Linked DNA regions of Sus scrofa: all the other regions are linked to region 2. A link is a contact called in public HiChIP or PLAC-seq data. All regions are on one chromosome and are shown on one strand. Each heading gives the region's core, a stretch centred on a gene start, on an enhancer-like site or on the middle of the called end of the contact. The rest is flanking DNA. Distances are from core to core; before and after follow the strand shown. Region 1 holds the start of ILF2 (interleukin enhancer-binding factor 2). Region 2 holds the start of GATAD2B (transcriptional repressor p66-beta). Region 3 holds the start of TPM3 (tropomyosin 3).

The links. HiChIP or PLAC-seq counts read pairs in DNA pulled down with a chosen protein or histone mark.
Region 1: a contact with region 2 is called in an H3K27ac HiChIP or PLAC-seq map of alveolar macrophages. The contact joins the promoter of ILF2 here to the promoter of GATAD2B in region 2. A contact is called at or near these places in 2 of 5 promoter capture datasets (fetal skeletal muscle and liver), 1 of 47 Hi-C or Micro-C datasets (epiblast stem cells) and 1 of 2 datasets of contacts at active chromatin or transcription factors (alveolar macrophages).
Region 3: an H3K27ac HiChIP or PLAC-seq map of alveolar macrophages shows a contact between it and region 2. The contact joins the promoter of TPM3 here to the promoter of GATAD2B in region 2. A contact is called at or near these places in 1 of 5 promoter capture datasets (fetal skeletal muscle), 1 of 47 Hi-C or Micro-C datasets (embryonic fibroblasts) and 1 of 2 datasets of contacts at active chromatin or transcription factors (alveolar macrophages).

The regions. Positions count from the first base shown.
Region 1 is chr4:95,979,367-95,982,291 of Sscrofa11.1, forward strand. It overlaps ILF2 (interleukin enhancer-binding factor 2), which reads left to right and starts at 1,496. Exons shown (of 14, transcript XM_005663409.3): 1 at 1,496-1,622; 2 at 2,323-2,382; 3 at 2,599-2,641. The coding sequence starts at 1,618. TRNAM-CAU (a tRNA gene) reads right to left here and starts at 1,283; the gene lies at 1,212-1,283.
Region 2 is chr4:95,765,329-95,768,473 of Sscrofa11.1, forward strand. GATAD2B (transcriptional repressor p66-beta) reads left to right here and starts at 1,661. Exons shown (of 11, transcript XM_021089804.1): 1 at 1,661-1,907.
Region 3 is chr4:95,548,488-95,551,636 of Sscrofa11.1, forward strand. TPM3 (tropomyosin 3) reads left to right here and starts at 1,340. Exons shown (of 8, transcript NM_001001632.1): 1 at 1,340-1,521. The coding sequence starts at 1,390.

The sequences.
Region 1 (2,925 bases), core at 246-2,745, 210 kb after region 2:
TAAAAAGGAGGAGTGGTTAAGGATCCCACATTGACACTCCTGTCAGTCTCGTCACTGCTGCGGCTTGGGTTTAATCCCTGGCCTGGGAACTTCCGCATGCCCTGTGGGGCTAAAATAAATAAACAAGTAAAAAGGAACAAATTGCTGATAAATGCAGAAACATGGAAAAATTTTGAAATGTGCCAAGCAAAAGAAGCCAGAGGAAAAAGAACACATAGGCTGTGAGTCCATTTATGTGAAGAGCAGACGAAACCAATCTACAATAAGAGAAATTGGAATAGTGTTTGCCTCCAGGGGGAGAGCAAAGGCGTATAAGCCAAATTTGTCAGGTGCTAAAAATATTCTTTATGTTAATCTATGCGGTGATTACAAGGGCAGAATACATTATTCAAAAATATTGGAGCTGTAGATTTAAGATCTGTGCATTTTGCTGTAGTAAATAATACGTCAATGTAATACTTAAAAGTTACACAATAGTATATATAATTCTAGAGTCAGTGTGGTAAATTGAATTAAATTACTCCTGCATTTTTCACGAGGAGGGTAAAATTAGACTCTGCCCTTTCAAGGAGGCACGAAATTTTTAGGGTAACCACTGAGGGAGCAGAAAAAGTGCGTAACTTTCTATTGACAGAGGCAGGGAAGGAATAATAAATATTAGTCAGTGAAAAAGAAGGCAAGAAGAGGGAGAAACAGGACAAAGAGCAACTTGTAATATGATTGATTTAAATGCAACAGCAGTTTATCCTTATATGTGGCTGTGAAGCTTCGTTTAAGAGTAAAATCCACCAGGGAGGTTGCCGAGTGAGGAAAGGAGAAATGAGGGGATACTGGGCAAGAGGGATGGGTCTGGTCTTTTTCTCCAGTCATTTCCGTTGTTCTCTTCATCTGAACTCTCTTTCCTGAGGCTGTCTCAGTTTGCCTTCTAGCCCCTCCACATCAGTATTTCTCCTCTCCGATTCAATTATTATATTCAAATCCGCTTCTCCTGCCTCAAGTTTCTAGTCTCTGTGAACTACATCCAGACGTGTAGTCATAGTTGCCTAAGTCCCTTCCTATTCCATTTCGCCTGCTTGCGCCATTTGCCTGCTTTTGGCAAAAATTAGCTTCTAAGGAGGAAAACATAGGAGTGCGGTATTTACATCTACTAGAAAAACAAGAGTTTCTGTCCTGGAGTGGGAAGGAGGGGGGAAAAGAAAGAAAAGCTCTCCTAGCAGAGGATGGTTTCGATCCATCGACCTCTGGGTTATGGGCCCAGCACGCTTCCGCTGCGCCACTCTGCTAGCTCGGCAAGATATTTTTCAAAAATCGTATAGAAAGTTCTCTGAGTGTTAGCCAACCTGATTGCTCTACACCATGCCCCCTGGTGTCCGTAAAAAAAAGTCTTTCCTGTCAAGTCCTTTCTTATTGGCTGGTCCCTGACATAGTAGGGGCTTTTTATTGGTTCATAAACCCGGTTTGCTGAAGTGAACCAATAGGCATAAGTGGTGCAGAACGGCGGGAGCCAATCACGCCGGGGTTTGTTGGCATACGCCGGCAAGCCGCCTCTCCAGTTGAGGGCTTCTCGGAGGAAAGGGGCGGTTGGTGTGGCCTCCATTGTTCGGACTTTGGGACGCCATGAGGTAAGGGTCGTGGGGTGCTCTGGAAGGGTTTCGAGTATTCGACCAAAAACTTTGGGTACGCGGGCTGAAAGGACTCGGAGGTCTTGAAGGGCCGTGTATCTGGGGGCTGCACGGAAATCTGAGAACTCCCGCTTGGGAGCGTGGGGGAAGTCGGGGGCCGCGGAGGCGGGGAAACGTGGGCCAGGGATGGGGGTGGGGCCCAGGCAAGGGGAAGCGGGAGCGGGGGCGGTTAGATGAGGGGCTGTCCTCACCTCCCAGGAGGACCACCTCCCCACCCCGACCACCATCTAGACTGAGAAGGCTTGAACGTGCCTCGTTCATACTCCAGGCTAAGTGCTTGACGTATAGGGTTGCCGTTAGATGCTTTTACTAGTTACGAATAAATGAGCAATCTCGTTAGTCTCTGAAGTATTAGGGCTGGCGCGCCCCGGGAATTATGGGGCATTTCTTGTAGGGCTCACTGAACCTCGTCAGTATTTGATGTGATTAAATTACCCAGAAGGAGGCGGTCTTGGGGGTTGAGGCTGGGCGCTTGGGACGGATGGAGAGCAAGTGTTGTCAGTGGGAATGGGATCTCTTAGCTTCCAAACGGAAGTTCACGGAGATGGCGGTAAGCGAACTTGAAATCATATGGCCGGTATGGTGGAGGTCGTTTCAACGCGGTGAGAACCAAGTTAAAAATGTATTTATGCATTTCTAGGGGGGACAGAGGCCGTGGTCGTGGCGGGCGCTTTGGTTCCAGAGGAGGCCCAGGAGGAGGGTGAGTGCCAGTTTTTAGCATCTCTGCACACTTAGTTTCCATTTCAGTCACCTAAATGGGGTGTTTGGAGCGGACTAATCTTACCTGCTTTTGTGAGCTCCAGCTGTGGTTTAGAAGCATTCTTTCCGTGCTCTCCTAAATGAGAGTTCTGGCCCCTTTATGCTAAAACCACTTGATTTCTGTGGTGAATAATTTGACTTGTTTTTCATTTTTTAGGTTCAGGCCGTTTGTGCCACATATCCCATTTGATTTCTATTTGGTGAGTACCTTGACCGCAGTTCACTTGTTTCCTGGAGCCTAGGGTCTCCCTGTTAATAAAGTCAAATGGTGGTTGGAGTAGGAAAGGGGGTTAGTGAGTGGGATTGGGTTTTGAGTCAGCCTGTATTGCTTTACATACAAAAGCAGTGTAAACTGGGTGGGGAACATAGTTCCTTGACTACAGTTGGTAGTAACAGGATTAGAATCTTTGTTTTGAACAGTTAATTGTATCTTTGGTTTATCTGTTAATGTAACGGTAGTGAGAGCTTAAATTATGGCTCTTCT
Region 2 (3,145 bases), core at 411-2,910:
ATGACTCTGTGTGTGCATGTGTTCAGCATCCACCTATATATTTTTTATAGCCGTGTGCTTTGTTAGTTTTATTTCCATTGCACAGCACGTTTTTGTTTTTGTTTTGTTTTTTGCTTTTTAGGGCTGCACTTGTGGCATGTGGAAGATCCCAAGCCAGGGGTTGAGTCGGAGCTGCAGCTGCTGGCCTACACCGCAACCACAGCAATGCCAGATCCGAGTGGCGTCTGAGACCTACACCACAGTTCACGGCAACGCCAGATCCTTAACCCACTGAGTGAGACCTGCATCCTCATGGATACAAGATGGGTTCATAACCTGCTGAGCCACAATGGGAACTCCCATAGCATGACTTATAAGTGATTCGAAAAACACATTCTAGTGCTCCTGGAACCAGTTATTTCCGTGTTCAAACCACGGCTTACTCACTAATTAGCTGTCTGATCTTTGCAAGTTCCTTAGTCTCTCTGAACCTGAACCTGCCTAAGTTTAGATTTCAGCTCTGCCACTTATCTTGTGTAACTTTGGGCAACGCATTTGATCTGTACCTCACGTTCCTCATCTGCAAAATGGGGATAACAGTTTCTACTCTAACAGAGTTTTGAGCAGTAAATAAACGAATCCACGTAAAGCTCTTAAAAGAATAAATATTCACATATAGCACAGTGTCTCACAATTTCTTTCCACAAACGTTAGCTATTATTGTTTTAACACACTGACTCAGAGACTTGGTGCCTGTCCTCAAGGTGCTCAAGAACACCACCTGTAAATCGAATATACTTTAATAAAGGAAAATTAAAAAAAGAAATGAACAATACTTGTGGTATGTGCTGGAGAAACGCTGAGAGTCTAGGTGGGCCTTACTGCTTTGGGGAAGTACGGAGGCCAGCAGGAGCTGGGCCTTTTTAGTCGATTAGGTGGCGTGGGAGACTGTTTCCCTCATTGTGAACCTGACTAGACCAGGAGATCCCTAGAAAGGGAGTTGCGAGGGCTCTGCACGGCGTAATTTCTCAGCAATTTGGCCAGCTGCCTTTTTTTTCTCCTATCGGGTTTCAGTCACGACAGGACCACGCTGAGGTACAATGAAGACCAGGAAGCTCAAGGCCTTTGGCAGACGGAGACAGGCCACGCCCCAAGTAGACTGCAAGGCCCGAGCGCTTCAAGCCACTTTTATCGTGAAATTCCTGGATTCTGTCGCGATGTAACACCACCCAACGCAGACCCCAGCGCCGTTCCCCCGTCTCCATCTTTAGAATTGGAAGAATGAGAAATGGCCAAAGGGGAATCCCGGTTTTGGGGATACTGGGGTACGGCGGCTGCCTGGGGACCAAAACGTCTCTAAGGTAAAGTTGCAGCCCTGAAGCGATTTTTTGACCCCCGACACTTAATGGGCTGCTGAAGACCCGGATGTGTCTGGGACTGGCCGAGGTACCCATTAACGCGCCCCCGCTAGACCATCCCCCTCCTCCGTTTAGGACTGGGTCTTAAGTACGCCAATCATCACCTCTCCAGCCACTCACTCTTCAAGGGTGGGGTGTAGCCCGGGCATCCCATCTCCTATTGGTACGGCCGAGAAGAGGAGGGCGGGGAGGCCGGCTCAGGTCGCCCAATGGGCGTCGTGGCGTGTGGGGAAGGCGGAGCCGAGGCGCTTGGCAGCTGCCCAATCAGCGTCCTTGTTTGTGTGGTGCCGCCGCCGCCGGTGCAGCCGCCGCCGCCGCCGCTGCCCCCGTCTGTACCGCAGTGTCTGCTCCGCCCGCCCGCCCCGGTCCGGCCCGCCCCCCTCCCCCACCCCCGCCCCAAGTCCCGTCAGCGGGGTCCGGAACCCACTGTGCCGTCGCCTCTTCCTTTTTCGACGCCGCCGCCGCCGCCTGAGGAGGCGAGCTAGCCGGGAGTTACACCGCCACCGCCAGGTGAGGAGCTTTGGCCTAGGCCAGCTTGGCCGCCCGCCCGCCCGGGGGCGGTGAGGAGCGAGGAAGGGAGGGAGGCTGGGAGGAGGCGGTGGTGGCGGAGGTGGGGGAAGGGAAAGGTGGAGGGGCGGGGGGAGGGGAAGCGCCCGCGAGCCGACGCCCGCCCGCGCGCCCCCGCCTTGCGTCCCCCTCCCCCCACCCCGGCACTGCGCGCCCCCGCCTCGCGCTCCCCTTCACCTCATCCCCTCCCCCCGCTCCGCGCGCGCGCCCCGGTCTTTCACTTCGGCCTTGCGCGCCCCCAGCTCGAGTCCCTTCATTTCTTCTCCTTTTACTCTTTCTCCCCTCCCTCGCGCCCCGTTTCCCCCGCCTTCCCCGCTTTCACTCACTGCCTCATGCCCGCCATGCTCCCCTCCTTTCCTCTCTAGCGCGCCCCCCCTTAACTCTCTCCACCCCCAGTGGTGCCCTCAGGGTGCGGGGGCCGCTCCCTACTCTCAGTCTTGTGTTTGTCGGCGGTTGGGACAAATGGGGGATCCTTAAGGGTGAAGGAAGCACGGGTTGATTATCTTTATTTAGGCAAAGGGGCCAGGAGGGCAAAACCTTACCCCTTTATTTCATCGTCCACGGTTCCCTCGCCCTCTGGTAGAAGGGGATTGTCTCAGCCTGTATGATGTGGGTACTTGTATTCTGTAGCGACTAAACCACCCCCTTTTTTAGCTGGGCTGCTGGGACCCGCTTGGTCTGTATCCCAGTCCAGTGCCTGAGGGTCGATGGAACTAGAACTTGCCCTTCCCTAAACCAAACCCAGACTTAGAGTACTTTCTGCTATCCTGCTCTCAATTACACGAAGGAGCTAGCCACTCCTGTAAGTGCAGAGGTTTGGGTGCCATTCGCCGGCCCAGGACAGCGTTCCCCCTTCATAAAGGTATGATAGTCTCTTTGGATTCTTCCCCAGCATTAACTTCCCTCCAAACACAAAATATTAGTTCATAGGGTTGGCACTGAAGTGGAGATGGAGGCATTGATGGGGGTGGCATGTGGCTGCTAACTGAACTACCTATCAACCTTTTCTTCTGCTGTCATCTGGAGAATCAGGTAGCCTTCTGAGAACCAGTTTTCTCATTTCTGATAAATGATTATTTAGAAGGCTTTTGTGTGCGTGTGAAGAGAGCCGGGAGATACTTAACATAGTGTATTTCAGCTAAGGCAAAGAGCAATGCTTTCAGGCCAGACTGCAGTAGAGA
Region 3 (3,149 bases), core at 90-2,589, 220 kb before region 2:
AAAGGAATTGTAAAGTGATGATTAATTACCAGGTCCTGAATCATTCAAGGTCTGGAGAATCCGGCCGGTTGGTAAATCACTGGTGTCTACTGACTCTCAAAAGTAACAGGGAAAAAGACCAGTACTTTATGCTTTAACTTTTGCTTTTCAGGGCTGCACCTGTGGCATATGGAAGTTCCCAGGATAGGGGTCCAATCAGAGCTATAGCTGCCAGCCTTCGCCAGAGGCGCAACAGCACCCAGTCCCTGCCGTGTCTGTGACGGCAAGGCAGATCACTTAACCCACTGAGCGAGGCCAGGGATAGAACTCGCATCCTCACGGATACTAGTCGGATTAAGGATCCGACTAGGAGCCATGAGGAAAACTTAACACCTGTATTTTAAATAGAACACTTATGTTCAAAACTGATGCCAAACAGATGGAGTTCCCCTTGTGGCGCAGTGGTTAACGAATCCGACTAGGAACCATGAGGTTGTGGGTTCAGTCCCTGACCTTGCTCAGTGGGTTAAGGATCCAGCGTTGCCGAGAGCTGTGGTGTAGGTTTCAGACGCGGCTCGGATCCAGCGTTGCTGTGGTTCTGGCGTAGGCCGGCGGCTATAGCTCCGATTCGACCCCTAGCCTCGGAACCTCCATATGCTGTGAGACCGGCCCTAGAAAAGGCAAAAAGACAAAAACAAAAAACAAAACAAAAAAAAAACTTGATGCCAAATAGATAGCGTTGTCAACCTGCCCATCTCTTCATCCCCCATTAATCCCCTTCATCGACTTTTAGGAAATGGGAAAGAACCTACCTGAGCAGCCTTTGAAAGGAGACTGGATATCTGGGCTCTTTTGAAGATGAGGCACAGAAAGACCAGGTTTTTTCTTAGTACCTGTTTGGAAGCCTTTATGGGGTATATGGTGGAGAGGTACACAGGGTGCCCTAGCGGGTAAGTGGTGGTGGATCAGCTGGGTAAGTAGTGGCCGATCAGCTCTGGGGAAGTGAGGGGTCAACTGCGAGTGTGTAAGGGGCCTCACAGGCCAACCATTGTGGACAGCCAGCCCCGCGGCTGGAGAGGTTTAATCACCACGCGCCTTCCGGTTACCATGGTAGCCCTCCCTCTTTCCAACCCCGCCCCCCTTTGCCTGCTGGAGGAAAATGCTGGGAGCGGTCGCCCCGGGCGACTGAGCGGTCCCGCCCTTCGCTCCCCGCGGCTGGTCTCCCTCCAGTGGACAGCCTTCCCGCCTGCCTGGCGGTGGGAGGGCGCGGCGGTGGTGGCGTCACGTCCGGGCGGGTGGGCGAGTTCCGGTATTTCAGGGCGGAGCAGGCGGAAGTAGGGGTGAGAAGCGGCTGCAGCGCCGAGCGGAGAAGGCAGGAACCCGATTGCGAGCAGGAGCTGGGTGGGCACCATGGCTGGAATCACCACCATCGAGGCGGTGAAGCGCAAGATCCAGGTTCTGCAGCAGCAGGCCGATGATGCAGAGGAGAGGGCCGAGCGCCTCCAGCGGGAAGTGGAGGGGGAAAGGCGGGCCCGGGAACAGGTACGGAGAGGGCGAGGCGAGTGAGGGAATGGCAGGCGCTGGAGCAGATGGGACCCCGAACTAGGTCCCATATTTGCGAACGAGCACGGTCCTTAGAGGGCCAGCATACTTGGTGATGAAGTTGGAGCCCGGAGGTTGGGTGGGGCTCAGCTTCTTTGGACATCTAGCGGGTGAGGGGGGAACGGGGTGCTCGAGCGAACAGGCGTGACCTTTGAAGGAATTGAGCCTCGCGGGCCTGAGGAGTGGTTTTCCTCCTTTCTCCCAGCTCATTCATTCAGTCGCTCTGAGCCGGGCGCGGCCGGGGGAGGGGCTCAAGCGGCCTCTCCCTCCCCCACTTCCCCGTCGAGGGCGGGGGGGATTTTGCTCTCGTTGGGGTTTCCGGCCTCAAGGGTGAGAGTAGGTGGCTGCCTCTCCAGTCTGGGAGGGGCAGAGCCGAATTTAAGGTGAAAGGGTGGGGGTTGAGGGTGGGACCCGCCGGAAAGCCCCCAGCCTAGCCTGCTGGTAGCTTTTCCGCTCCCTCCTCCTGCTCAGGAAATGAGGCAGCAGTCGGCCGAGAGGAAGCGCGGTGCCCTCCCTGGAGGAGGTTGAGGCCACAGCACCGCCTCCCATCCTCCGGCCTGGGGCCCTTTCCTCTTACGGGGAGCCCTTGCAACTGCTGAACCCATTCTCTCTGTCGACGTGAAGAGGGAGGGGAGGAGATGGTACTTCACTCCTTCTGTTAGTGCAAATGTAGGTATCAACAAAAACTTGCCTAGCTTCCACGATGACCTGGAAGGCAGGAACTTATGCCAGATTCAGGCGTTTATTGCTGAAGTGTGAAGAGTGCTAGCTGACCAGGTTAAGAACACTTCGTCCAAGCAGAGCTGATAAGCGAGTGTATGTTGCAGAGAATCTGATGGGGTGCCAATTTCTGTCAAGGTTTCTAGTTCGCGTGGTTGATGGAGTCAAGATACCGAGTTCCAAATAATGAATTCCCGGGGGTCTCTAGTGATGTTACTCTGCTCCTTTCCCAATTATCCACTACAGTGTTTTGTTTTGTTTAAGTTCAGTAAATATTTGTTCTACTGAAAGATGGAACATAAAATGTTAATGAGCCGAGGGGTGATTCTTGAAACCACTTTCTGTTTAGAAGGGCGATTTGTTATAGTAGGCTATGAGCTTTTCAGGGTCTAGGGTGCAGTCTAGTAGGTGGAGCTGATATCTTGAGTTGAGGCTTTGGTTTTGGAGGATCTTGAGGCTGGAGAGGAAAGTAACAGTTGCTAAAATTTGAAGACCTGATGAAAGACCTCTTGTGGTGTATTGGTATTCCTGGTTCTTCCCGTTGGTAAGTTGTTGTTTGTTTTTTACTTTTTGGCTGCTTCTCTGGGGAGTGGCTGAGAATTAATGCTTTGGGGGAAAGAGGGGAGGCAGCTGCCTTCCAGGTTAATACTTAAGATTGTTAGAATATTCATTGCTTCATATAACTGGGCTTGGAAATGCTGGGATCTTGTCTTCCTCAGTCACCCACTTGTCAGTGGATTTTTCCTCCCAGTTTTGTCCACAGCTTCTGATTATCAACTCAAGTGAAGATGAACTGGCTGGGTGACTCTTTATGACAGCTGACACTTTCTCATCTCCTTTGTTCTAAA